2 separate regions of the Oryctolagus cuniculus genome follow, and region 2 is linked to region 1. The links are chromatin contacts, called in public Micro-C maps. All regions are on one chromosome and are shown on one strand. Each heading gives the region's core, a stretch centred on a gene start, on an enhancer-like site or on the middle of the called end of the contact. The rest is flanking DNA. Distances are from core to core; before and after follow the strand shown. Region 1 holds the start of NEK2 (NIMA related kinase 2). Region 2 holds the start of INTS7 (integrator complex subunit 7).

What was found. Hi-C and Micro-C count contacts between places; a contact is called where the count stands out from the background.
Region 2: a contact with region 1 is called in a Micro-C map of ear pinna, with 6 times the contacts expected there. The contact joins the promoter of INTS7 here to the promoter of NEK2 in region 1. A contact is called at or near these places in 3 of 6 Hi-C or Micro-C datasets (ear pinna, psoas muscle and an unstated tissue).

What each region holds. Positions count from the first base shown.
Region 1 is chr13:26,250,942-26,258,114 of mOryCun1.1, forward strand. NEK2 (NIMA related kinase 2) reads right to left here and starts at 3,749. Exons shown (of 8, transcript XM_002717530.5): 1 at 3,520-3,749; 2 at 2,532-2,749; 3 at 1,381-1,621. The coding sequence starts at 3,615.
Region 2 is chr13:26,549,627-26,556,799 of mOryCun1.1, forward strand. It overlaps INTS7 (integrator complex subunit 7), which reads right to left and starts at 3,905. Exons shown (of 20, transcript XM_002717529.5): 1 at 3,580-3,905. The coding sequence starts at 3,673. It overlaps DTL (denticleless E3 ubiquitin protein ligase homolog), which reads left to right and starts at 3,831. Exons shown (of 15, transcript XM_002717528.5): 1 at 3,831-4,181. The coding sequence starts at 4,130.

The sequences.
Region 1 (7,173 bases), core at 2,499-4,998:
CTTCACCCTGGCCCAGCTCAGCTGTTGCGGCCATGTGGGGAGTGAACCATTGGGCGGAAGAGCTCTCTCTGTCACTCTGCCTTCCAAACAAATCAATCAATCTTTCTTTTAAAAAAGCCATGAGGCAGTATCCAATGATAACCACAAACTGCTCATACCCTGACCTCCATGATTTCATTTTATGAGCTACACGCCAAGGAAATAATCAAAAAGGAAGAACGATTAACTCATGCAAAGATGAGTACAGCCTCGCTCCCTAGACCGGTGAGTGAGTTTGGAAGCCAAACATCCAGCCATTCAGGCAACACAGAAAGAACACACTGGAAAAGTTCACTGTGACGGCGTGCTGCCTGCCGTGAGAGGGGCTGCGTGCCTCCTGAGACTCCTGCACAAGAACCCATCCAGGGCCGGCGCCGGGGCGTAGTAGGCCTGGGAAAGCAGTGGAAGATGGCCTAGATGCTTGGGCTCCTGCACCCACTTGGGAGACCTGGAGGAATCTCCTGGCTTCGGATTGGCCCGACTCTGACCATTGTGGCCATTTGGGGAGTGAACCGGCAGATGGAGGCCCTCTCTCTGTAACTCTGCCTCTCAAATAAATACATAAATTAAAAAAAAAAAAAAAAGAATCCATCCAGAGAGTCTGTTAAAACGCAGATTCCAAGGGCCTCCCCACAGGCCTTGAATTCACTGCATATTTTAGCAAACACGCCAAGTGAGTCTGATTCCAGCATCCAGGACCCACACTTTGGGAAATGTTGCCCTTGAGGGCAGAGACAAAAACCTATTTCATCTTTGTAATTCCAGAGTTTAGCACAGAGCATAAAGTTCCATAAAAGCAGCCGGCGCCGCGGCTCACTAGGCTAATCCTCCACCTGCGGCGCCAGCACACTGGGTTCTAGTCCCGGTCGGGGCGCAGGATTCTGTCTCGGTTGTCCCTCTTCCAGGCCAGCTCTCTGCTGTGGCCAGTGAGCGCAGTGGAGGATGGCCCAACTACTTGGGCCCTGCACCCCATGGGAGACCAGGATAAGTACCTGGCTCCTGCCATCGGATCAGTGCGGTGCGCCGGCCGCAGCGGCCATTGGAGGGTGAACCAACGGCAAAGGAAGACCTTTCTCTCTGTCTCTCTCTCTCTCACTGTCCACTCTGCCTGTCAAAAAAAAAAAAAAAAAGTTCCATAAAAGCTCGAGTTGAACTACTAACCTACAGGAACTTAATGGTCAGGTGGCTCATCGGGAAAAATGTAAACTTCAAAATAAATAACATTATTAATTTTGGGCTATTAGATATTACTAAACAAACAAACCAACAGACTGAATGTCCTTGCGTTTGGACATTTAGCATTCAGATGGTCAAAAAGTCACAAAATTCAGGGGTACTCACAGGAGACATGTAATAAGGTGTCCCAACAAAGGTCTTTGCAAAACTCGTATCGTGGTTTAATATCCTCGCTAGCCCAAAGTCTCCAAGCTTGACGTTTTGCTTGCCATCCAGGAAAACGTTGGCTGGTTTCAGGTCCCGATGCAGCACAGTGTGGCCGCCGTCACTTCGCCGGTGACACTCTTTTAGGGCCAGCGTCAACTGAGTCATCACTCGAAGAACAAAGTCTTCATCTAAGTACTGTCTGAAAGCAAAGCAGTTACACAGCATGGAATTCTGGGATCGTTACAAGGATGGGACGGGATGCAGTGGATTATCTGGCTTTTAATGTGGACGAATGGGGCACGATGTTATATTTTTTAAAGATTTATTGCATAGTGGGTTAAAGCCCCAGCCTGCAGTGCCGGCACCCCACATGGACGTCAGTTCAAATCCTGGCTGCTCCTCTTCCAATCCAGCTTTCTGCTATGGCCTGGGAAGGCAGTGGAAGATGGTCCAAGCCCTTGGGGCTCCGTACCTGTGTGGGAAACCTGGAAAAAACTCCTGGATCCTGGCTTCAGATCAGCTCAGCTCTGGCTGTTGCAGTCATTTGGGGAGTGAACCAGCAGAATGGAAGACCTCTCTCTGGCTCTACCACTTTCTGCAACTCCGTCTTTCAAATAAAGTAATTCTTAAAAAAAAATTTATTTTATTTGAAAGGCAGAGTTACAGAGAGAGAGGAGACAGAGAGAGGTCTTCCATTCCACTGGTTCACTCCCCAAATGGCTACAACAGCCAGGGCTGCGCCAGGCTGAAGCCAGGAGCCAGGAGCTTCCTCCAGGTCTCCCATGTGGGTGTAGAGGCCCAAGGACTTGTGCCATCCTCCTCTTCTTTCCCAGGCACATTAGCAAGGAGCTGGGATCAGAAGTGGAGCAGCAGCCAGGACTCCAACCAGTACCCATATGGGAGGCCGGTAGCGCGGGCGGCGGCTTATCCCATCATGCCACACACTGGCCCCGGGGAAAATGTTATTTTGATGTGAAACCTGGGTGTTGAGCCATGCCAGGAATTTCCTAAAATACCATGGACTCACAAAATACAAGAAGTCTTCCACTATCACAAGATGCTTAACAGAAACGCGAGCAGGCCCACGTCAGCTGCCAGTTCCAGATTACCTCTCCTTGGTTCCCTTGGCAATCACGCTCGCCAGGTCCCCTCCTTCGCAGTACTCCATCACGATGTACAGAGTCGTGTTGGTTCGGTCGATGATGCGGTCATAGTAGCGCACGATGTTCGGATGCTTCAGCTCGCGAAGCAGATTCACTTCAGATACAAGCATCTGCTTCTCAGCCTCTGTCATGGAGCCATAGTCAAGTTCTTTCCAAACTAATATCTGGAACCAGAATGGCCAAGGTCTGAATAAACTTCCCATTCTTTCAAAAAGAATTAAAGCGCCAACATGTGAAGAACTCACCTCCCTTTAAAATATAGCCTACAAAAGCCAAGGTCATTATCATCTAATTTAGTGCAATAAAGGTAGAGTCCTGTGTTGCCATCCTCAACCTTTCTCCAGCTTTTGAGCAGTGAAAGATGCTTTGCAGGTTGGGGGTCGGGGGGAGAGAAGGGGGTGCACTAGGCCTCCCACCTCGCCCCTATGAGCTGTCCGTGGGAGGATGGCAAAGCCCCTGAGCATTGCGACTGGTCACGCTTTCCCAGGGCTCAGCAGCGGGCAGTTTCCCCGGCAACGTCTCCTTCTGTACAAGATCCACCTACACACATCGGGAAACGCCCACCCCCAAATCCGGAGAATTGCTATTATTTAAATGATATGTAAATGTCAGGTTCCCTTGGTCCCAAGAGGGTCAATCTTCTCCACAAACAGCTCAGGGGTCAGCTGCCTGTCACCAAAGGGAAGCCCTTGGCAGGTCAAAGCAGGAGAAAGGGAGGAAAGGGGAGAAGAGGGGACACGATGGGAAAAAAATTATATATATATTTTTCAAAGGACGAAGTCTCCCGCCCCGCAGGACAAGCTGTCAGCGCACGCCTGGAGAGAGGGCTGAACCTTCCCGGCGCCCAACAGCCTCGGGCCCCGCGGATCCCCGGGGCGGCCCCGGGCGGACGAAACCTCCGCCGGGGCGGGGACAGGGAAGGGCCCGCGCTCACCTTGCCGTCGCTCTTCCTCCGGACCTTCTGGCAGCGGCCATAGGAGCCCGTGCCAATGGTGTACAGCACTTCGTAGTCCTCCACCCGGGACGGCATGGCCGAGCCCGTCGCCGGACTCGCGCTCCCCCCGGCAGGTCGCGCCGCGGCCACAGAGCTGAGGCCAGCACCCCGGAGAACCCCCCCAGGCTGCCCCGACCCGCTCCCCGGCCTTCGGCCCGGTTTAACCGTCGCGGGCCCGGATCTCGCAATCTATTGGTGGACGCCGAGGTCTCTTCGTCCCTCTGATTGGCTGAGACGATCACAACACCCTAGGCATCCTGGGAAAAGTGTGTCGCTAGGCAACCGCGTCGGCTTCGCCTTCAGCGTGGACTTCCTTCTAGGGGAGGAGGGGGCGGAGCTAAACCAAAGGAAGGGCTAGGGAAAGAAAACGCGGAAGGCAGGTGGGTCTTAGCAACAATATCCCTCCGGTTGAGATCGCCTAGGTAACCGAGGTTCGGGACCTTTCCAGAGACCCTCAACCAACTGCCTTCTGACCTTTGCACTCTGACCCCTCGCGACTCCTCTGGTACCCTGAATCTGGGCGGGGCCGCGCTGGAGACTGAGTACAAAGGGGAACCGAGCTGTTCTCGGAAGGAGTCACAGCTTCCGCTGCGGCAGGACCGCCCGAAGTCCCCGCGTGGCGTCCACAGCGCCCTGGGGAGCGGGAATTCGCATCCCTGCTGTTTCCCAAGCCCGGGAGGCGGAAACCCCTTGCTTCAGGCCCAACAGCCGAGATCAGACCCATCAGCACAAAAACAGTGGCTGCTCCTGGTGTTGACTTCGGCCTCGCGCGTGGCCTGGTGGAGGGACGAGCAGCGTGCAGGCCTGTTCCACACGCAGACGTGCACAAACCTGGGGGAGAGGTCGGAAGTCCCTGATGCGTGGGGGGAGCCATGCATATAGTGGCTCTGAGGCAGGCGCAGCTTCCTACCAAAAATTATTTTAAAATTATTTTTAAAAATTATTTTAAAAGAAGCTACTAAATAGGTTTTCTGGGTTCCAGTATTAAGTATTCTCAACTGAGAATACTTAATGAGCCACGGTAGGGCACCCGCAGAAGTGAGCATTCTCAGCTCTCCCAGCCCAGTGAAACTGTCCCAGAGTCCCAGCGAGGGCTGGGTCGGGGAGCATTGAAGCCAATGCGTGGCAGTGTGTAAGCAGGTCAAGATTCTTTAGATATCTGTTCAGTATGGTGTGGAAAGGAGCTTATGGTAGGTGAGCAATAAATATTTGCTGATACGCTTTGCCTAGGAGCTGCTCTCCAGGCTCCTGGGATGCCTGCATCACAAATCAGTGTCCCAGGTGGAGTCCCTGCTACTCTGTTTCTGTTCCCACCCAGGTGGGAGACGCAGAGGGAGTTCCTGGCCCCTGGTTTCAGCTTGGCCCAGCCCTAGCTCTTGTGGGCATTTGGGGAGTGAACATGTGGATGGAAGATCTGTCTCTCTCTCTCTCTCTCTCTCTATCTCTCTCTCATTGTCACCCTGCCTTTCAAACAAATAAAAATAAAAAAGCTTAAAAATAAAATTGGAGAAAGCTGTTTATTAAGAACTATGCAAGGATTTGGAGGGAGCCTCAGATACTCGGTTTTCCAATGCCCTTTGCTCTATGGCGGAGACAAAATATTTGGGAAGGAGTCATTCCAGGAGTGGAATGTGGCCTGTAGGCACTGCTCATCCAGAAAATATTTGTTGAGTCCTTACTATGAAGCAGGTATGACAGGCATTGATATGCTTGGTGTTTGCTTACAAAGAGAGAGTGGAGCCACAGTGACCACAATAAAGGGTGGTGGAGGCATGACATGACAAAATGCTAACGACTGGTCAACAGTCGCCCCTCATTTCTGGATGGGGGAAGGGCAGAACTGCCCCAGAACCCTCTAGACCCCGGGATAGAGACATCGGTGACTGAGGATCAGGTGGGCGTCCAACAGGAACGTGTTACATTCCCATGCCCTTATTGCTTCCTGTCTCCATAGCCCATCAACTCTTGGTAATATTTATGTATTTATTTGAAAAGCAAAGACAGAGACAGAGATCTCCCATTTGCTGATTCACTCCCCAAATTCAAATACTTGCAATAGCTGAGGCTGGGCAGGAGCTGGGAACTCAGCCTGGGCTTCCCGTGTGCATGGCAGGAATCTGACTGCCTGCTTCCCTGCGGGGTAGGCCCTAAGTCCAGGCTGGGACCAGGAGCAGAGGCAGGACTTGGCAGCAGGCACTCCGGTATGGGACGCATACCCTGCGTCCCAAGTGGTCCCTTCACCACTATGCTGAATGCCCGCCCCTCCAGCCATTCCTCAAGATTCAACTCATGCCGTTTCTTCCCTGAAGTTTTGCCAGATTGGCTTTGATCCACTGCTGTCTTCTGGTGATTCCCAAGTCAAGACCGTGCTCCTCACGCACTGAGAACTTGCCGTAGACAATGCTATTAATACTAGCTTCTCCTCCGGGTCCATCTTATCCGCCCTATTACATTAAAAACTACTCCTTCAACAGATATAAATTGAGGCCCTACTGGATGCTGAGGATACCACAGTGGTAGGACAGACTTACAGGGCTGGAGGGTGCAATGTAAGTACACAAAAAAACTCAACCATCACAAATTGTGGTGAGAAATGAGAAGTCAACAAGGAGATTTAGACAGAGAACAAGGGCAGGGGCAGCCCCATGAACCCGGGAACTTCTATGTAATGGCTCTCCCCATGCCTGGAGCCCCATTCACTGCCTACACAGGCGCATCAGTTTTCAATTGCATTTGGTGTAATCTCCAACAAGAGACTATTTGCACTGTGTGTGTGTGTGTGGTTTTTTTTTTTAAAGATTCATTTTATTTATTTGAAAGTCAGAGCTACACAGAGGAGAGGCAGAGAGAGAGAGAGAGAGAGAATCTTCCATCCGATGGTTCACCCCCCAATTGGCTTCAATGACCGGAGCTGTGCTGATCCAAATCTAGGAGCCAGGAGCTTCTTCCAGGTCTCCCACGCAGGTGCAGGAGCCCAAGGACTTGGGCCATCTTCTACTGCTTTCCCAGGCCATAGCAGCGAGCTGGATGGGAAGTGGAGCAGCCAGCCCCTGCACTGTGTTTTCTGCCCCTAATTGCTCTGCTTGAAATACTACTGTGCATCTCACACTTCACAGGTTCAAAGTCAACCTCCTGATCTCTGCCCCAGATAGCTCCTACCCTCTGTCCCCTTCATCTTCCTAGCTCCTTAATGCAGGATATTTTGCTGGCGCCAGTGCGGGGCTGGCCCAGAACTCCCAGCACCTAGAGAGTGCCTGGAACACAGCAGGCACCCACCTAGCATTTGTACATTGAATAAATGAATGGAACAATGAATGAAACAAGCCTCACTGCCCCCTCCCCCGCCTCTCTGTGTGTGTAACATTAAATACCCACTAGAGGGCTCTATGTCACCGTGTAATCAAGTAGAAGTCTGTCCTGCCAGCAAACCCCAAGATTTGCATACTTAAGGACATAAAATCACCCAACACACTTTGTCTTCAGTCTTCTCTCTACAAATGCTCAGAACAATTTAAGTGAGATTCTGGAAATTCTTTAAGGTGTTTAGTCAAGATTTCTAGGGAAACAACAACAACAACGAGAGATGGTTTAGTA
Region 2 (7,173 bases), core at 2,655-5,154, 300 kb after region 1:
AATAGGAACTAAAATGACAGTTAAAGCAAGTAATAAGGCACTAATAAAAGGGCATCCTTCCTACCAATTTCAGGAGTTGTCTGTAAATATACATGGTAAGAGGCACATAATACTGTATGCAATGTGTAGGCAGATAGAATACTGATTTAGAATCCTAAACCAAGTGATTTTAGTTTATGAATACCAACTTGTAGGAATATTTAATGGCTTGCTTTATAAATTACAATAGTAGATCTTAGCCATACATAAGAGTAAGTACTGTTTTCTAAGACTGAAGAAAAGCCAGGGAATTTTTGGATCAGTTCATGGTCCAAAAAGAGATCACCAACCATACTTGGTGCTCTTTCTAACACAGTTTTTATGTAGCTTTAAATTGCAAAAAGTCTGACTTTGGCTTCAATTCTACATTATTCTACAGGGCTACTTCTCAACACTGTCAAGAACTAAGTTTGGTTTTGTAGTAGTGATTTTCAATAGAAAGAATTAGATTCAGTGAGTGTCAAATGCCCACTCCTGAATCTGTTACACAGCATGGAATTAGTCATTCTCTTCAAGAGGTTTTATGGCGATACTTCCAGAAAAGCCCCACCTTTGTTTATCATAACCAACTGCATTTCTGCCAACGTGGATACTGTAATAGCAATGTGTGGTCTTCTGCACAGACAATTTAGCTGTTCTAGAAAACAGGTGAGGTGATGGCATAATGACTTGTATCACCTTTCTATCTCAAAATTTCCATAAGCACACCATTGAGCTTTCTGTGGAGCACTGAGTTTGACAGGAGCTCTAGTGGCAACTCTGCTGGCCCTGCACCAGCGGCGACAAAGGCAGTAAGAGCTACCACTCTCTTCTCCATTGGGGTCACTTGAACATTCCAAGGCCACCCTTGCAGAAAGCAGATAAGCTGGGTGATATCATTTCAGAGATTCCTCTTCCCCAGGGTGAAAGAGATCTTGCCTAAGTTTTCTCAAATCAGGATAAAAATGCTTTGACTAAGAAGTTACATTAGTGAGAAAGTTTGAGACATGTCCTTTATAATGCCTGCAGTGGGTACCAACGATTATCTCCATTCTGAAATGTGTCAGGTAAATGTAACTTGTATTTGATCATACTAGTGTTGTTTGCTTATATGCTTGGTTTTCACAAAGTTTAGTGGGCAAGGCTATCAGCTTGTAATTTTCAATGTCCTCCCACTGCACTTCTTGTCCTGACCAAGGTCATGTTTGACCTAGCTCTGTCTCCCACATCTGAATTTGAGTTCCTTTTTTTTTTTTTAAGAGCTATTTATTTGAAAGGTAGAGTGACAGAGAAGGAGCAAGAGACAGATCTTCCTAGGTTTACTCCCCAAATGGTTATAACACCAGGTCTGGGTCAGGCTGAAGCCAGGACCTTAGAACTCCATCTGGGTCTCCCACATGGGTAGCAGGGGCCTAAGTACTCGGGCCATCACTGGCTGCCTTCTCAGGTGTATCAGCAGGGAGACGGACTGGAAGCAGAGCAGTGTGGGACTCAAACCAGTACTCCAGATATGGAACGCCAGAACAGCAAGCAGTGGCCCAAGCAGCCACGTCACAACACCGGCCCTGATACGTGAGCTCCTTAAAGTTGTCTTGCGCACTGATACAGCCCAAACTCTGAGTACAATGCCTAACACAATGTAGGTGGTCAGTAAATATTTGTTGAATGAAAGAAAAGCTGTTACATGAATGATTCCTTTCCTGTGTTACCAACTATATCCTGAAGGAATGAAATTAAGTCAGCTTTAAAATAGCATTCATTTAGTCCCACAGAGATCAAAAACAATTTGTGGGACAGGCACTGTGGCATACTGGATAAAGCTGTCGCCTGCCGTGCTGGCATCCCATATGGCACTGGTTTGAGTCCACTTCTGATCTAGCTCTCTGCTAATGTGCCCAGGAAAGCAGAAGATGGCCCAAGTCCTTAGGCCCCTGCTCCCACATGGGAAGCCCAGAAGCAGCTCTGGGCTCCTGGCTTTGGCCTGGTCCAGCCCCAGTTGTTGCAGCCATTTAGGGAGTGAATTAGTGGATGGAAGACCTCCCTCTGTCCTTCCGTCCATCTGCCTGTTAGCTCTGCATTTCAAATAAATAAATAAATCTTAAAAAAAAAAAAAAAGAGAGAAAGATGTCTTAAAAGGATTAAAAAAAAAAAAAAAAAAAGAGGAGCCAGCGATGTAGACCAGTTGGACCGATGTGCTAGAGAACATCTTCAGTTTAAAAAAGGGAGGGGCCTCAAAAAGTCATCAAGAGAGCTTGGAAGGGGCTTCAGATGGACTTAAAGGGATCCTTCTGGGGCCAGTGCTGTGGTGCAGAGGGTTAAGGCTCTGGCCTGAAGCACTGGCATCCCATATGTGCACCGGTTTGAGACCCGGCTGCTCCTCTTCCCATCCAGCTCTCTGCTATGGCCTGGGAAAGCAGTAAGAAGATGGCCCAAGTCCTCGGGCCCCTGCATCCCCATAGAACACCCGGAAGAGGCTCCTGGCTCCTGGCTTCGGAGTGGTGCAGCTCTGCCCGTTGTGGCCAGTTGGGGAGTGAACCATCGGATGGAAGACTTTTCTCTCTCTTGGCCTCTCCTCTCTCTGTGTAACTCTTTCAATTAAATAAATAAATCTTAGGAAAAAAAAAAAGGATCCTTCTGACTTCCAGTCCAGTTCTATGATAATACACGGGCTACACATAATCCAATATTAAGTGTACATCAGCTGATAAAATACTTCCCCTATGCAACAGAAGTCCTTGAAGTATACTGAATCATAGGGTCCATGTTCATACTCGAGTTCTTCACTAATAAATATTCGCCTTGCCTCCTATATTCACATCTATACAGAAAAGCGTACCTCTTCAGCATTTAATAAATGCTTCTTTTGCATACAATTATATCACTTAATAATTACAAATCTCTCCAGCTCAGTGGCACTGGACCCACTTTGCAGACAGTAAGTCGAGGCTAGGTGCAGTTAGGTGACTCGTCCAAGATCCCAAAATGAGCAGAACTGAAATTCAACTCAGTAGAACCCCAAAGTTCCTTCTACTACGCCAAGCTGCCCCCTGTAAGGAAACCGAACTCATGCAACTTGTGTCCAGGGAATGAGCACAGGCCATGCTTTTCGGGTGATCTTGGTCATTTTTAACCTACCTTGTAACCCGCAGGCCACAGAGCTGCGGAAATCAAAGAGCTACAAAGTCAGTGCCAAAGTCGTGATGAAGACCTGGTCGCAACTGCAAGCACTCAAGAATATTTTCACAATTTCAACCTGGTGTTTTTAGGAACTAGCCACTTTCGCTGTTTGGAAAATCGGGGGACTGTGCCCTCAAGCGGTCAAAACGGGACCCCCACTAGAGCTCGCTGCTGGTTCAGCGGACGCAAAGTCCATCAGGCGACCCTGCAGTTCTCCTGCAGGATCCGGAGATCGCCAAAGCCCTGGCCCCAGAAAAGCTTAGGCGCCGCCCGCCCAGCGAGGCTGCGCGCATGCGCCTTCCCAGCCCCTCCAGAGGCTGCCACCACCTGGCGGCGCCACTTCCCCCACGCCCGGTCCCCCGCTCAGCCCGCTCTTTCGAATACCTTTGTCCAATTCCATAAGAGCAGAGTTAGCATCCAGTTCCTGTTCGCCATAGCCGGCATCTGCCAGGAATGACTTAGTTGAGTTTGACGCCATGACTCGAATAGTTACTCGACTAGCCCAGTCAGACAGATCACAAACTCTGCCCCAGCACCGCCATCTTCTCCTGCCGCCTTCTCGCGGATTTTTCCTCCGCGCTCTGTCAAGCCGTGCCACGCATGCGCCCCGGTCACCCCACGGTTCGCCGGCGCCTCTGCGGCCCCCCGCGCAGGCGCTCAGGGAGCTCCCGAACCCTAGGTTCCCGCGGCTGGGAGAAAAGGAGGCGGGGATTCCAAGGGGGAAGTGACTCTGAGACGGCCGGACGCCGCCCCGGGAGCCAATCAGAGCGTGTGACGTCAGTTTGGCGCGGAGTTTGGCGGCCGGGGCTCCCAGTGGCGGGAGTTGGAGGCAAAAACGAGTCGCGTTGCGAGGGGCGCAAGCTACGGCTTCTGCGGGGCTTGGGGGGGCGTTTTCACGGCTTTTCTCTCACTTGAGTCTCTTCCTTCGGCCCTCATGCTCTTCAATTCGGTGCTCCGCCAGCCCCAGCTTGGCGTTCTGAGGAATGGTGAGTAACGGTCTTCAACCGCTGCTGCTCGCTGGCGGGATTCCTCCCCCCAAACACACGCCGCCTTGGATCGGGGCCGACTCCAGCCCTAGGTCCCCGCTTTCGAGTTCTCCCACGGCGGGACGGGGTTGGTGTTCGCGAGGAGTGCCGAAGAAAGCGGGGCGTGCGTTCCTGCAGGACATTTTTGGTCGCGAACGGGCGTTTTGCATCGTGGTGTAGGCCGAGGGAAGGAGGGACGGAGGCCGGCCCTTATGGCTTACGTCTATATTGCGCGTTAACTGGGAAAGGCATGCCATGTGTTCTCTCAGCAGCTCCGTGAGACCGTCCAGGCTCGGATCCATTAGTTAGCCCGTTAGTTCGTGGTAGAACCCTAGAGAACCCCACTATTTGTGATCGCAGCGGACGTGAGCGCTGCGGAGGACCTCGATCGGGCAGAGAGGACAGGACATCTGCTCTCCGCCGGGTCGAAATGCAGCCTCCCCCCCTTTCCACACAGCCATAAAAATTCCGAACTGTAGCGTCCAAGATGCCCATAACCACGTCCCCCGGGGACGGCCGCGGTTAATAGGTTGAAGTATATTATTCTAGATTTGTTGGATGTCCGGAAAGAAATATTTTCAGAAATGAAATCAAAACGTTTTGTTTTTCTTTTTAGCAGCGTTAAGTTGTCCCTATTCCCGTGTCCGCCTGTAGAAATCCAGCTCATTTTCTGCAGTTCTCTAGGTTATAAGAGTTAAATCACTGGCACAAGGAGATTTGAGCTTAGGTTTGGGTATCATCGACCTGAAATTTTTGATACTTTTCTGAAATAGGGGTTAACTCTCTAGACTAACCCGGGACGGAAATGAAATCTCATTTTTTTTAGAAGTGTGCAATACCCAGAGGTCCCCCTGCCCATGGTAACCATGTGGAAAAGACAAAGATAAAGGAAAGACTGAGAAAGGAACTTTTTATTTAAGGAATGGGTCTCAAAATGGATGTTGATAAGACTGAAGAGTGATTGCCTGCACTTCCTGCTCCAGATCTAAAACTATCCTGCTTTCCCTCTTGCCTCTGAGCTAACCTTTGTGGTTGCACTCTAAATCCTTCTCTCTCTGTCTCTCCTAGGAACTTGCTGAACACCTCTCTGTCCTCTGTGTCTCGGAGGGCTGTGCAGCACGGTGGTTAAGAATGCGATTGTCTTTGGAGTTAACTGCCTGGGTTTTAATTACAACTCCACTCCTTACTTTTCGTGTGACCTGGGGCAAACTATTGAGCCTCTATTTTGTGACAGATTTTCTCCTAATTCTCCAATACATCTGTCTACTTTTTCTCCTTCCTCTCCTATTCACGAGTACTCATTCATTGTTAATGTGGTAAGCACTAAAATTCACTCATTATGTGTTGCCCATTTAAATATTCAGTTACCTTCTCCTTATCCTTAAATGTTAGTGTTCCATCCTTGGCCCCTTTTGCCTATTGCCATAGGTAATCACAGCCATAACTAGGACTTCTTAAACTAGTACGTATAACCTTTAATCTCCTACCTATATTTTAGATTCATTTCTAAAAAAGCTGTATGGGTTGTGCCCCCCCACTTTGTGGCTCCTGTGAGCACCTGAAATGCAAATTCCCAAAACCAAACATAATTTGCCTTCTGAACCTTCTGTGTGACCTACAGGAGTAGCCCCATTGTTTTAAAAGAGGAATTGGAATTTTTATCACAAGTTTAAATAGATGCTAAGAACATGATTTGTGGCTATATTGTGAGTACTGACATCTTAAAAATACTAACTCTTCTAAATTTATCTGGTAGAATGAATACTGATTTAATAATCACATCATCTGTTTAAAAATATGAATAAACTCTTCCTTAACTGCAGAATATTCTATGCAGTTGCTTTTTTCTCTTGAAGTTATTTCTACTGTATTTCTCCTACAGAACTTAACCTAATATAAGTTGTTGTATACTTGAAAAGTCCTTTTACTGATAATCCTGTCTTGTCCTTCTGTGTCCAAAAGTACATTTAAATTGCTGTTTTCTGTTATCATAATGCTTTAATGTTAAATGTTTCTCCTGGGTTTAATTTTCATTACAGTTTTTAGTATGTGATTGATAAAAACAATATATGATCAGTTTTGATGAATAATTATTAAAAAGTAACTTTTATTGAAATTACATGTTTTAAAGGTGGATTTGGGTGTTTGTGGTGCTATTCTTAAATAAATGATCCAGTTATCTCAGGTGGGATACCAGAAGGCTTTTGGTTTTACTTAAAAATATTTAATTGATACCTAGGAGTTTTTATACCTTGAGTCAGTGTAAGGTATATAGTTGGGAAATGGAGAATGCCTTTTTTTTTCTTTGTTAAAGGAAATGATGAAGGTAGAGAAAGATGTACCTCACCCTCTCAGGTCAGTTTTAGAAATGCATATATATGTATGTGTGTGTGTGTATGTATATATATGTGTGTGTGTGTGTGTGTGTGTGTATGTATATATGGAAATTAGTTCTCCAAAAACTCTTGTGTATGCTTCTTGGTAAAGTTACATGTGACCCAGCCTTAAGTTGTACATTGAATAAATAAAAGCCTTTTCCAAATGAATGTTATGGGAGAAAGTATTACAAGTTCATGTTCATAGCACAATAAAAATCCAAAAATAGCTTATGGTGGTCCATCAATAAAGGTGTGTTACGAGAATTACGGAAGTGGAGTGAAAGGCAGAGTCTTGTCACTAAGCCACTTGAGGTTGTTTCTCAGTGTTTGGATTTTAATCCAAATAGGCAGAATTTTAGAGTCATTGTTTAACTGTAAAAAGTTGGGTTTTCCAGAACATGTTATCTTCAATTCCAGCAAGATATCCTTTTGAGTTTATGTGTCTCCATCATTAGGGTTTTTTTTTTTTTTAACCCCAAACCACAAGTGTGTATTTACATAACCTTAGGCAGAGGCTTTTGTTTTTAAATTTATTCTGTAAGTGGATATTTGTGAATGCAACAAAACTAATCATT